2 separate regions of the Sus scrofa genome follow, and region 1 is linked to region 2. The links are chromatin contacts, called in public Hi-C maps. All regions are on one chromosome and are shown on one strand. Each heading gives the region's core, a stretch centred on a gene start, on an enhancer-like site or on the middle of the called end of the contact. The rest is flanking DNA. Distances are from core to core; before and after follow the strand shown.

Region 1 (5,354 bases), core at 1,372-3,871, 63 kb after region 2:
ACCCAGGTAATACTGTGCTGCTGCCCGGTTGGTGTAAAGAACAGCATTCAAATCAGGGTCTGCACATTTCTTCTTTAATCCTTCCGTGTAAGAAATCACAGCTTTCTTATAGTCTTTTTCTTTAAAGTAATCATTGCCCTCATCTTTATAGGTTTTGGCCTGTTCTGCAAAAAAAAAAAAAAAAAAAAAAAAGGAAGAGAGAGAGAGAAAAAATAATCACTATAGCCTATTTTTTAAAGGTTCATTAAAAACAGATTCTAGGGAGTTCCCATTGAGGCTCAGTGGTAATGAACCCAACTAGGATCCTTGAGGATGCAGGTTCAATCCCTGGCCTCACTCAGTGGGTTAAGGATGTGGCGTTGCCTTGAGCTGCAGTGTATGTTGCAGACGAGGTTTGGATCCTGTGTTGTTCTGGCTGTGGCACATGCTGGCGGCTGCAGCTCTGATTCCATCCCTAGCCTGGGATCTTTCATATGCTGCACCTGTGGTCCTAAAAGGCCAAAAAAAAAAAGGTTCTAAATCATGCAATAATGTTGATATATGATAAACCAAACAGAAGAAAACAACAGGGCAAGAAAACAAAAATGAATGCTGTAAAACTGGGTATCAACATAGAGAAATTTTTTTTTTTTTCTTTTTAGGGCCACACCTGTGGCATATGGAGGTTCCCAGGCTAGAGGTCCAATCAGAGCTACAGCTGCCAGCCTATACCACAGCCATAGCAACGCCGGATCCTTAACCTACTGAGCGAGGCCAGGGATCGAACCCACAATCTCATGGTTCCTAGACAGATTCCTTTCCGCTGTGCTGCACTGGGAACTCCCAACATGGAGAAACATTAAGTCACATGTACTGAATGCTAAAATCAATCCCAAATAGCTTACAAGGTGTAGATTATTAAGTACTTACCAAGAACAAGAAGCATAAAGGAGGAGTTCCCGTCGTGGCGCAGTGGTTAACGAATCCGACTAGGAACCTTGAGGTTGCAGGTTCGGTCCCTGCCCCTGTTCAGTGGGTTAACGATCCGGCGTTGCCGGGAGCTGTGGTGTAGGTTGCAGACGCAGCTTGGATCCCGTGTTGCTGTGGCTCTGGTGTAGGCCGGTGGCTACAGCTCCGATTCAACCCCTAGCCTGGGAACCTCCATATGCCGCGGGAGTGGCCCAAGAAATAGCAACAACAACAAAAAAAAAAAAAAGGCAAAAAGAAGCATAAAGGAAAAAAGATGCTCATGCTAGCTCTTGAAGATAGGACTTTTTTTTTTAATTACTGAAGAAATAGGGGGAAATTACACTTCTGCTTTTGTGTATGTTGTTTGATTTCCTGCAATGCAAATTCCCCCTCATCACCCTAGCCAAGAGCCTATAAAATTGTTACAATTCAGTTCAAATTTTCAATCCACTGAAAGCCCATTCCTATCTCCCCGGGCAGCACCAGGTGTTCCGGCAGCTCCGAGAATATTGCTAGGTTTGCCCTGATCACACACAGCTGTCCTGATGCTTTAGGAAGATTTGTCCATCCATTGGAATATGACCTTTCTCCCAAATCCCCAATGGCTAGTGTTTAGCAGGTATCCAAAGAAGTATATCCGCAATAATAGTGACACATTAGCTTAGGCTAACTACTTCTTGTTATCAATCAGAACCTTTCTGACTCACGCTTTATCTCAATTTAATGGAGAAGCAAAACAAATGTTAGAGTCTTTGAAGATACCTTCTGGAGATCGTTCTTCATCAAAAATAATTGACTGGAGGCAAGCCAAGTCAGGATTCTCTTTGGGATCAATTTCTGATGGTGCTTTCTTCATAAATAGGGGGATCTTTTCAAATTCCTAGAAGAGAAGAATGAACTGTACAAATAGGATTTCCTCCCGAATAGATCCAATTCCATGTTCCTACATCAAAGTTTTCTCATCATGATTTGCAAATCATCATGATTGGCTCTATCTCTTCCTAGCCAGGCCTCAGTTTCCTACCTGTGAAAGAGAGTAGAAAACCCCTAAAGATCCTTCAGTTCTCACATTCTTACAAAAGCAGTAATAATCATCATGAGTTGAGCACTCATGTGCCCGGCACTTTCCCCACCCTCTCACTTTAGCTTCGCCGCAACTCTAGAGATTGGTGCTCGAGTTAGGGGAATTTTACAAATGAGGAGACGGGCTCAGATAAGTGAAGTAAGTAACAGCCAGTAAGTAGAACCACCGGTGTCTGACCCCAAAACCTGCACGCCTAAATGTATTTGCAGCTTAAGAAGACCCTGGAAACGCAGAGGCCGATTTTTCACACTCAAGTAGAAACCATCTATCCTCCGGCAGCGCTAGAAGTGGCGAGGGAGGCACCTTCGGGACAGAGGAGGCCCCAGGAGTTCTGACGACGCCCCCCGCCCCCCACGAGACACACACACACACACACGTGCGGAGACCCCGGGCCCACCCACCTCCTCCCATTGGTCCTCGTGGAAGCCGCCGCTGTAAGGCTGGCTCTGAAACTTTTCCAGAAACGAGTCCATAGCGTCGTCTGAACTGGCCCCCAGCTCTGGGCGCTCCATGGCAGCCCTCTGTCCCACCGCCACGGTCTAGGCGCTGAGAACCACTCGGCTACTTCCGGCGGCGCGGGTGCTCTTCCTTCAATCTTCCGGGCGGCGCCGGCCCGCTGGCCTCGCGTTCCGCTCTGCTGGGGGCGTGGCCGACCCGACTCCACCCTTCCCACTCTACCCCGCCCCCCATCCCCAAACCCCGGGCAAGTTGCTGGCCCGTCCCACCCCTCAGTCATGCTGCTGCCCTGCCCTCAAGAATAATTTTGGGGTCGTGGATGAGCCCAGGGCCTCACAATACTATCACTTCATTTACTCATTCAGTCAGTCAGCACCTATTCCTAAGCCCCTTCTGTGTTTCAGGGCTGTTCTAGTCGCTGGGTGTACAGTGCTGGACAAAGCAGGTATAATCCCTCCCCTCTAGATGATAAGGCAGAGGGAGAGACAGACAAAACCTGAGAGTTTGTCAGGTGGTAGCCAGAATTGTTGAAGAAAAGTGTTAAACAGGGTGTCAGGCATTCAAAAGCAAAGAAAGAGGCCTGGGAATGGCCAGGGTTTTTCTAGGGAAGAGCATTCCCCATGGAGGGAACAGAGAGGGCTGGGGTGGTGGTTGCAGCAAAGAGTGTGAGCAAAAGGTAGGTGGGAGGGATAATAGGCTGAGATTCTGCAAGCTCGGGTTTTCCTTGGGTTTCAGAGTGCAGTGTGCAGTGAGACCTTTCAGAGAGTTTTTGGTTTTGTTTGTTTGGGGGGCACGCTTGGCATGCGGAAATTCCTGGACCAAGACTCAAACCCACCCCACAGCAGTAACCACAGTGGTGACATTGCTGGATCCTTAACCTCGTAAGCCACCGGGGAACTCCCTTTTGGAGAGCTATGAGAAAAGGGGGGATGTGATCAGACTCTTTCTGAAGTTAACCGCCCCTACCCCAGCCTACACAGCAGAGATGGAAACAAGTCCTCTGGGCCAGGTGTGCCTTCCTACAGTCACTGAGTTACCCAGTAAATGACTGCTGGACCCTGCCTTGGGTGCTATGCTCTGAGGAGCTTATAGCCTGATCTAGAAGGAAGAACAGGTAGGCAGCAGACCTATCTCACCTGGGCTGGTCACAAGCCTGCACGATGGAGGCACAGGGACTTGACAATCCCTGAGGTATTCGGGCAGGTTTCACAGAGGAGGTGATGCAGACCTAAGAGCAGAGATGGGGTAGGTCTCTGCAGACAGATGAGGGCTGCAGGGAAGTTGGGCATTTTAGGCAGTGGGAGCCATGTGCAGAGACATGGGGGTGGGCAACAGCCCGCATGCTGGATACTGCAAGAGTTAAGAAAAAGGCTGACTGCCCTGCAGCCCATTATCCTGCAGAGAAGAGTGAGCCCCTCTCAGATCTGAGGGCAAATTTTTTTAGGAAGGCCTGGGTTGCCAGGTGAAGGATGGATGGGGGAGGCTGGGTTAAGAGATGGACAAGGAGGGTGCTGGTGAGAAGCCAGGGAAGAAAAGAGATCTAAAGCCCAGAAGCAGAGCTGGCAGGCTTGCTCATTATTTGATATGAGGATGAGACAGACAGCAGGGCTAACAATGACACATGAAGGGCCATGAGCCTTCCAGAGCCAAGACTGTGTCTTTTCCCTTCTACTTCGCCCACACCCAGCAGAACACCTGGTCCAAATGCTCCCTTTCCTCCAAATCCAAATCTCCTTTGCCACTTCCCTCTCCAACAACGTACAGAATGGGAGAAAATAGTTTCAAATGATGCAAATGACAAGGGCCTAATCTCTACAATATACAAACAACTTATACAACAGCAAAAAAGCCAACCACCCAATGGAAAAATGGGCAAAAGACCCGAATAGACATTTCTCCAAGGAAGATATACAAATGGCCAACAAGCACTTGAAACAATGCTCAACATCACTGATTATTCAAGAAATGCAAATCAAATCCACTTCCCTCTCCAGTCTGCTCCCTAAAGGTCCCCTTCTTATTCTCCTCTTCCTTATCCTTTCCCTTCTTGCACACAGAGCCTACACAGTCCTTCTGCTTCCATTTAAAAATTTGATTCCTCGGAGTTCCTGTCGTGGCTCAGTGGTTAATGAATCTGACTAGGAACCATGAGGTTGAGGTTCGATCCCTGGCCTTGCTCACTGGGTTAAGGATCTGGCATTGCCATGAGCTGTGGTGTAGGTTGCAGGCGAGGCTTGGATCCCGAGTTGCTGTGGCTCTGGTGTAGGCCGGCAGCTACAGCTCCGATTAGACCCCTAGCCTGGGAACCGCCATATGCCGCGGGAGCAGCCCTGGAAATGGCAAAAAAGATAAAAATAAAAAATAAAAATTTGATTCCTGGAGGTTCCCATGTGTGGCACAGTAGGTTAAGGATCCTGAGTTGCTCAGCTGCGGTGCAGGTTGCAGCTATGGCGTGGATTTGATCCCTGGCCTGGGGAAGCCAACTGGAGATTACTTGGGGCCCTGGGCCAATAACTGAACCTATCGGCCTCCATTGTGCTTCAAGACCTCCCAGACCCAGAAGGTGGCAGCTGCTGTCAAAGCTACTCCAGACCTGGCTTCTGGCAGCAGTGTCTCTGGTTGGAAAGAGCTCAGGCATGGGAATTGGGGGGCTCTGGAATCCACATTTCTATTGATTCCCTTTTGTGATCCTGGACAAGACCTACCCATCTTTGAGCCCCGTCCTCATCTGTGGAATGTGGGCAGTGAAGCTTGCCTGCCTTCCCCATAGCTCCATGCGGCTCCTGTGAGACTCCAACGAGGCAAAGCTTGTGAACATTCTTGGCCATGGACAGGGTTATGCAATAGGACCACCCCATTTCCGACT
Region 2 (5,028 bases), core at 166-2,665:
AAAGTACTGATGCCCAGGCCCACCCCAGATCAAAGACCAGCATCGTGGGGCTGGGACCGAGCGATTCCCAGTGCGGTCAAGTTTAAGAACCACTGCTTTGGTTTGTTTATCAGGCACGGTGTTGGGAGCGGAGGGAAACAAAGATGTAAACCCTACCCCATCCCACGCCCCTCACACTGGCTCATCATTTCCTGATTCAGGGCCTGCGTGTGTCCTGGACCTTCCAATCCCCTCCCACTGCCATTCTTGTGTTGCTAACCTCCACTCATCCTTCAGGGTCGGCTTGAAGCTCACCTCCTCAGGGAAGCCCTCTTTCCCAGCATTCCTAGAGGACTGTTCTCAGCCCCCTCAGCCCACCCTATTACACCACGGATCACACAGTATTTTTCCTGGCAGATCCTGGTGGGCTGAGAGCTTCTTGGGGCCAGTATCAGAACCACCAGGGTCTTGCACTGGGTCGTGTACATTTTAGGCGCTGAATAAACTATAGCGGTTACCAGTTAGGTAGCGTCATATGATACACAGCTCCCACCTCAGGGCGTTTGGCACTTTTTGTTCTCTGTGTCTAGAACATTCTTTCCCCCCCCCCATATCTGCAAGGCCCTCTCAGCTCCTTCAGGTCTTTGCTAAACTGTCACCTACTCCATCAGACTTTCCTTGATCCTTTTATTTTAAATGGCAACCACAGACCGCCAATGCTTTCCCTTGTCTAATTAATTTTTCTTCACAGTATTTAACACCATCTGACTAATGGGTCCTGTCTTTACATAAAATTTTGACCATTTGTGCATCATGGAGTTTTTGCATTATTTTTAAAAACTTAATTGCATTAAAATACCACTTATCTTGACCCCTGAGATCTTTGGCCTCCCTTTAACTTTCACTGTATTGATTTATTGACTAGAATGTAAGCTACACTGAATGCAGGGAACCCTGTCTGTTTTGTTCACCATTCCCCGTTTCTTCAAGGGGCTGGGACACGGCAGCTGTTCAAAAAATATTTTGTGAATAAAAGTTTGTCTTAGTGTCTTAAAGATGAAATAAAGGTGCTTCATTTCCACTGTTTAAACTTTTTAATTTATTTAAATTGAAAGCCTGTAAAATCGCAGGATAGATTCAAACTCGCTTGGCCCGCTGTTGTCATAGTTACAACATCCAAGGCGGGTCTCCTATTCCGAGAGTGGGGCGGGCCCTGGCAGTGGGTGGGAACTTTAGGCTCAAAACCTGGGAAATTGGCCTTGATCATAGAGTTACACCTCCCTAAATCCTAGAGGGCACTTCCCGGATGGTGATTTACTTATTGCTGCCCAGGCCAATCTACGAGCATGTTCTTTCTCCGCGGCTAAGTTTCCTGCAAACCTCTAGCGTGGGGTGGGGCCAGTCCCCCGAGCACGGCTTTGTGATTGGCGGTAAGGACAGGAGGCGGAGTTTGACGTGGATACGCCCCCGGCGCACGCGCGCTGGTCGGGCACGGCGGTCGCCGCGCGGGCCGAGTTGGCAGGGAGTAAACCTGGTGAGCATGGGTGACAGCGAGGGCTGAGGGTTGAGGGAAGGGCGGGAGGCTGCGGAACAAAGACTGCGCTCGGTCCTGGACGCCGAGACCTAGAACCCTGGCGTCCGTTTTCTCACGTGCCTCCGGTCCTTGGATTGGGGCTGGGTCACAGTCACTGAAACTCTTGGATTATGCTTGTCTCCTAGTCTGTTTCCTCCCTTGTGAAATGGGGGCAGGACTTCCTCCCTTGTCTGCCTCGGGTCGTTGTAACTGAGGATTTGTTAGAAATCTCCGAGACCTAATGAATCAGAAACTCTAGGGATGAGGCCCCATAATCAGTGTTTAATAAGCCCTCCAGATGATTCGGATGCTTGCTTGAATTTCAGATCCACGGGGCTACCGGAATGTAGCAGGCTGTATTGAGGGACTTCCAAACCCGAGTTGGGAAGGAAGGTGAGAGACGGAAAGAAGGGCGTGCACATGAAAGAAATCTTACAGACAGACTCATTTACTTGGAGAGGAATCAAGGGGAAGGTGTTTCTGGTTTGGGCCACGGGCCTGAGGTGGGGCCTTAAGTGGTGGTGCCAGGAGTGAACCAGCATGCCCTGCCTCCCGAGTCTGCACTTTTCTACTCAGTCACGTTAGGGCTCCCATCCTTTTTCAGGTCATAGGCCACATAGGAAATGATACTGTTTGTACAGTGCCCGGGGGAAATAGATGAAGCTGCTTGAGGTTGGAGTGGACCAGCTGTGGGATGTGAAGCCGCTGAAAGCTGGAGGGAACCACCTGGGGAATTTGACCTTCCCAGAGCTGAGGGGAGTCAGTAACCCATTCTCGGCATAAGGCTGGAGAGCTTTGCTCCATGAGGATATGCTGGAGATTAGAGGTGCTCGTTTTATTCGGCAATAAATCAAGAACCTTGAAAGGGTTTATATACTTTTTGACTCAGTAATTCATTCCTGAAAATCTCTCCCAAATATGTAACAAGAAACCCTTCTGTTTATTGTAGATTATGTTATAACAGAAAAAATTGGTAACTCTGAAGAATCATTTTTGTTTTTTTGTTTTCTTTTTAGGGCCACACCTGCAGCCTATGGAAGTTCCTGGGCTAGGGGTCAAATCAAAGCTGCAGCTGTGGGCCTACACAGCCACAGCAACTTGGGATCTGAGCCATGTCTGCAGCCTACACTGAGTGAGGCCAGGGATTGAACTGCATCCTCGTAGATACTAGTTGGGTTTGTAACCCACTGAACCACACGGGAACTCCCCAGAGAATTGTTTTTTTGTTTTTTTTGTCTTTTGTCATTTTAGGGCTGCACCCTCAGCGTATGGAGGTTCCAGGCTAGGGGTCCAATTGGAGCTATAGCTGCGGCCTACGCCACAGCCACAGCAACGCCAGATCCGGGTGGCATCTGCGACTTACACCTTAGCTCACGGCAATGCTGGATCCCTAACCCACTGAGCGAGGCAGGGATCGAACCCACAGCCTCACGGTTCCTAGTTGAATTCGTTTCTGCTGTGCCATGATGGAACTCCAGGAATTGTTTTTGATTTAATCAGTGGGATATTGTGCTGCCCTTAGGAATGTGTAAATATTTTATAAAATCAGGCAGAGCTTCTTTGCCTGCCCACCTGCTTATATCCCTCACAAGCATTCTGTCTTAATAAATCTATTTCTTGCCTAAAAAAAATAAAATCAGAGCTCCCGTTATGGCTTAGCAGGTTATGAACCCGACCAGTATCCATGAGGATGCGGGTTCGATCCCTGGCTTCATTCATTGGGTTAAGGATCCTGCGTTGCCATGAGCTGTGGTGTAGGTCGCAGATTCAGCTTGGTTCCTGAGTTGCTGTGGCTGTGGTGTAGGCTGGCAGCTACAGCTCTGATTCGATCCCTAGCCACGGAACTTCCATATGTCGTGGTGCGGCCCTAAAAAGAAAAAATAAAAATAATAATAAAAAATAATAAAATTATCCAGAAAGCTACACGCTCATTCAGTAGACAGTGTCTAGTAAGCCCCTCTATGTGACAAGCAAGTGAGATATGGCCCTTGCATGCACAGCCGAGTGCCTGGAGGAAGACCAGCGGCCAAAGGAGCAGTAACTCCAAAGACTGATTGGTGTTCCATGGGGGAGAGGGGTGCTCCCACGGGAGAAACTGGTCTTTGGGGTATGGGACGTGGGTCCAGAAAGGTATCCCAGACGACAGGGTAGCACTCCTGAGGCCTGGAGGGTGAGTAGACGTCAGTACGCGAGGGGGAGAGGAGCATTCTATGCAGAGGGGACTGTGTTTTAGTGCTGCAGCTGGAGCACGAGAGGGCAAGGGTCCGAGGAGGCCAGAGGGGACCAGCAGGCAGCTCACGTGGGGCCATGGGCACCATGAAGGTCGAAGCTTAGACCTGATTCTAAGGGTAGCAGGAAGCTTTTGGAGGATTTTTTTTTTTTTTAATATATAGTGATTTTTATTTTTTCCATTTTAGTTGGTTTACAGTGTCGTGTCAATTTCTACTGTACAGTAAAGTGACCCAGTCACATATATACATTCTTTTTCTCGCATTATCCTCCATCATGTTTCAGAAATGACTGGATGTAGTTCGCTGCGCTATACAGCAGGATCTCATTGCTTATCCACTCCATGCTGGAGGATCTCGAGCAAGAAAAGCTGCTGCCGTCTTTGTTTTGGATGTGTCCCCTGTGACGGCAGAGTGGAGAATGGGCTGGAGGGGAGTGGGTATGGAAGCTGGGGGCCCAGGTGAGAGATGATGGTGCCCTGCATCTGGGCAGAGGAGATCCCCCCCTTACCCCACCCTCATATACCCACCCTCACCAAGCCCTCTGGACCAGCAACGCCGGATCATTAACCCACTGAGCAAGGGCAGGGATTGAACCTGCAACCTCATTGTTCCTAGTCGGATTCGTTAACCACTGTGCCACGACGGGAACTCCCAGATACCGTTCTAATAACATTTTATAACTTCTCTAAGTTCCCGCAATAGGAGTTCCCATCGTGGTGCAGCGGAAACAAATCCAACTAGGAACCATGAGGTTGTGGGTTCAATCCCCAGCCTCATTCAGTGGGTTAAGGATCGGGTGATGCTGTGAGCTGTGGTGTAAGTCACAGACGAGGCTCGGATCTGGCATGGCTGTGACTGTGGCATAGGCCAGCAGCTGTAGCTCCAATCGGACCCCTAGCCTGGGAACCTCCATATGCCTCGAGTGCAGCCCTAAAAAGCAAAAAAATAAATAATTCCCACAATAGACCTACAAGATAGGTCCTGTTGTAATACCATTTTATCGATCACAAGGAGTTAAGGTTCATGTCCCAAGGTACACAGAGTGTAGTTATTAGGAAGCCTGACTGGGATCCAGGTCTTCTGATTTCAGAGCCTGTGCCATCGCCAGGCATTGGTGTCTCTGCAGTATGCTGTCGTCTTTTTATAAATGGGAAAATAGTGATTTTTTAAAAATGCCGTAAGAGGTGAGCAAAGTAGTACTTTGATGGGCTAGCATATTAGAAAAGGAAGGATCTGCACCCACAA

The links. Hi-C and Micro-C count contacts between places; a contact is called where the count stands out from the background.
Region 1: a contact with region 2 is called in a Hi-C map of skeletal muscle, with 7 times the contacts expected there. The contact joins the promoter of TTC4 here to the promoter of PARS2 in region 2. A contact is called at or near these places in 4 of 47 Hi-C or Micro-C datasets (heart right ventricle, liver and skeletal muscle).

Annotation. Positions count from the first base shown.
Region 1 is chr6:157,649,055-157,654,408 of Sscrofa11.1, forward strand. TTC4 (tetratricopeptide repeat protein 4) reads right to left here and starts at 2,622. Exons shown (of 10, transcript XM_003127973.4): 1 at 2,434-2,622; 2 at 1,711-1,828; 3 at 3-164. The coding sequence starts at 2,544.
Region 2 is chr6:157,587,570-157,592,597 of Sscrofa11.1, forward strand. It overlaps PARS2 (probable proline--tRNA ligase, mitochondrial), which reads left to right and starts at 1,416. Exons shown (of 4, transcript XM_003127972.3): 1 at 1,416-1,513.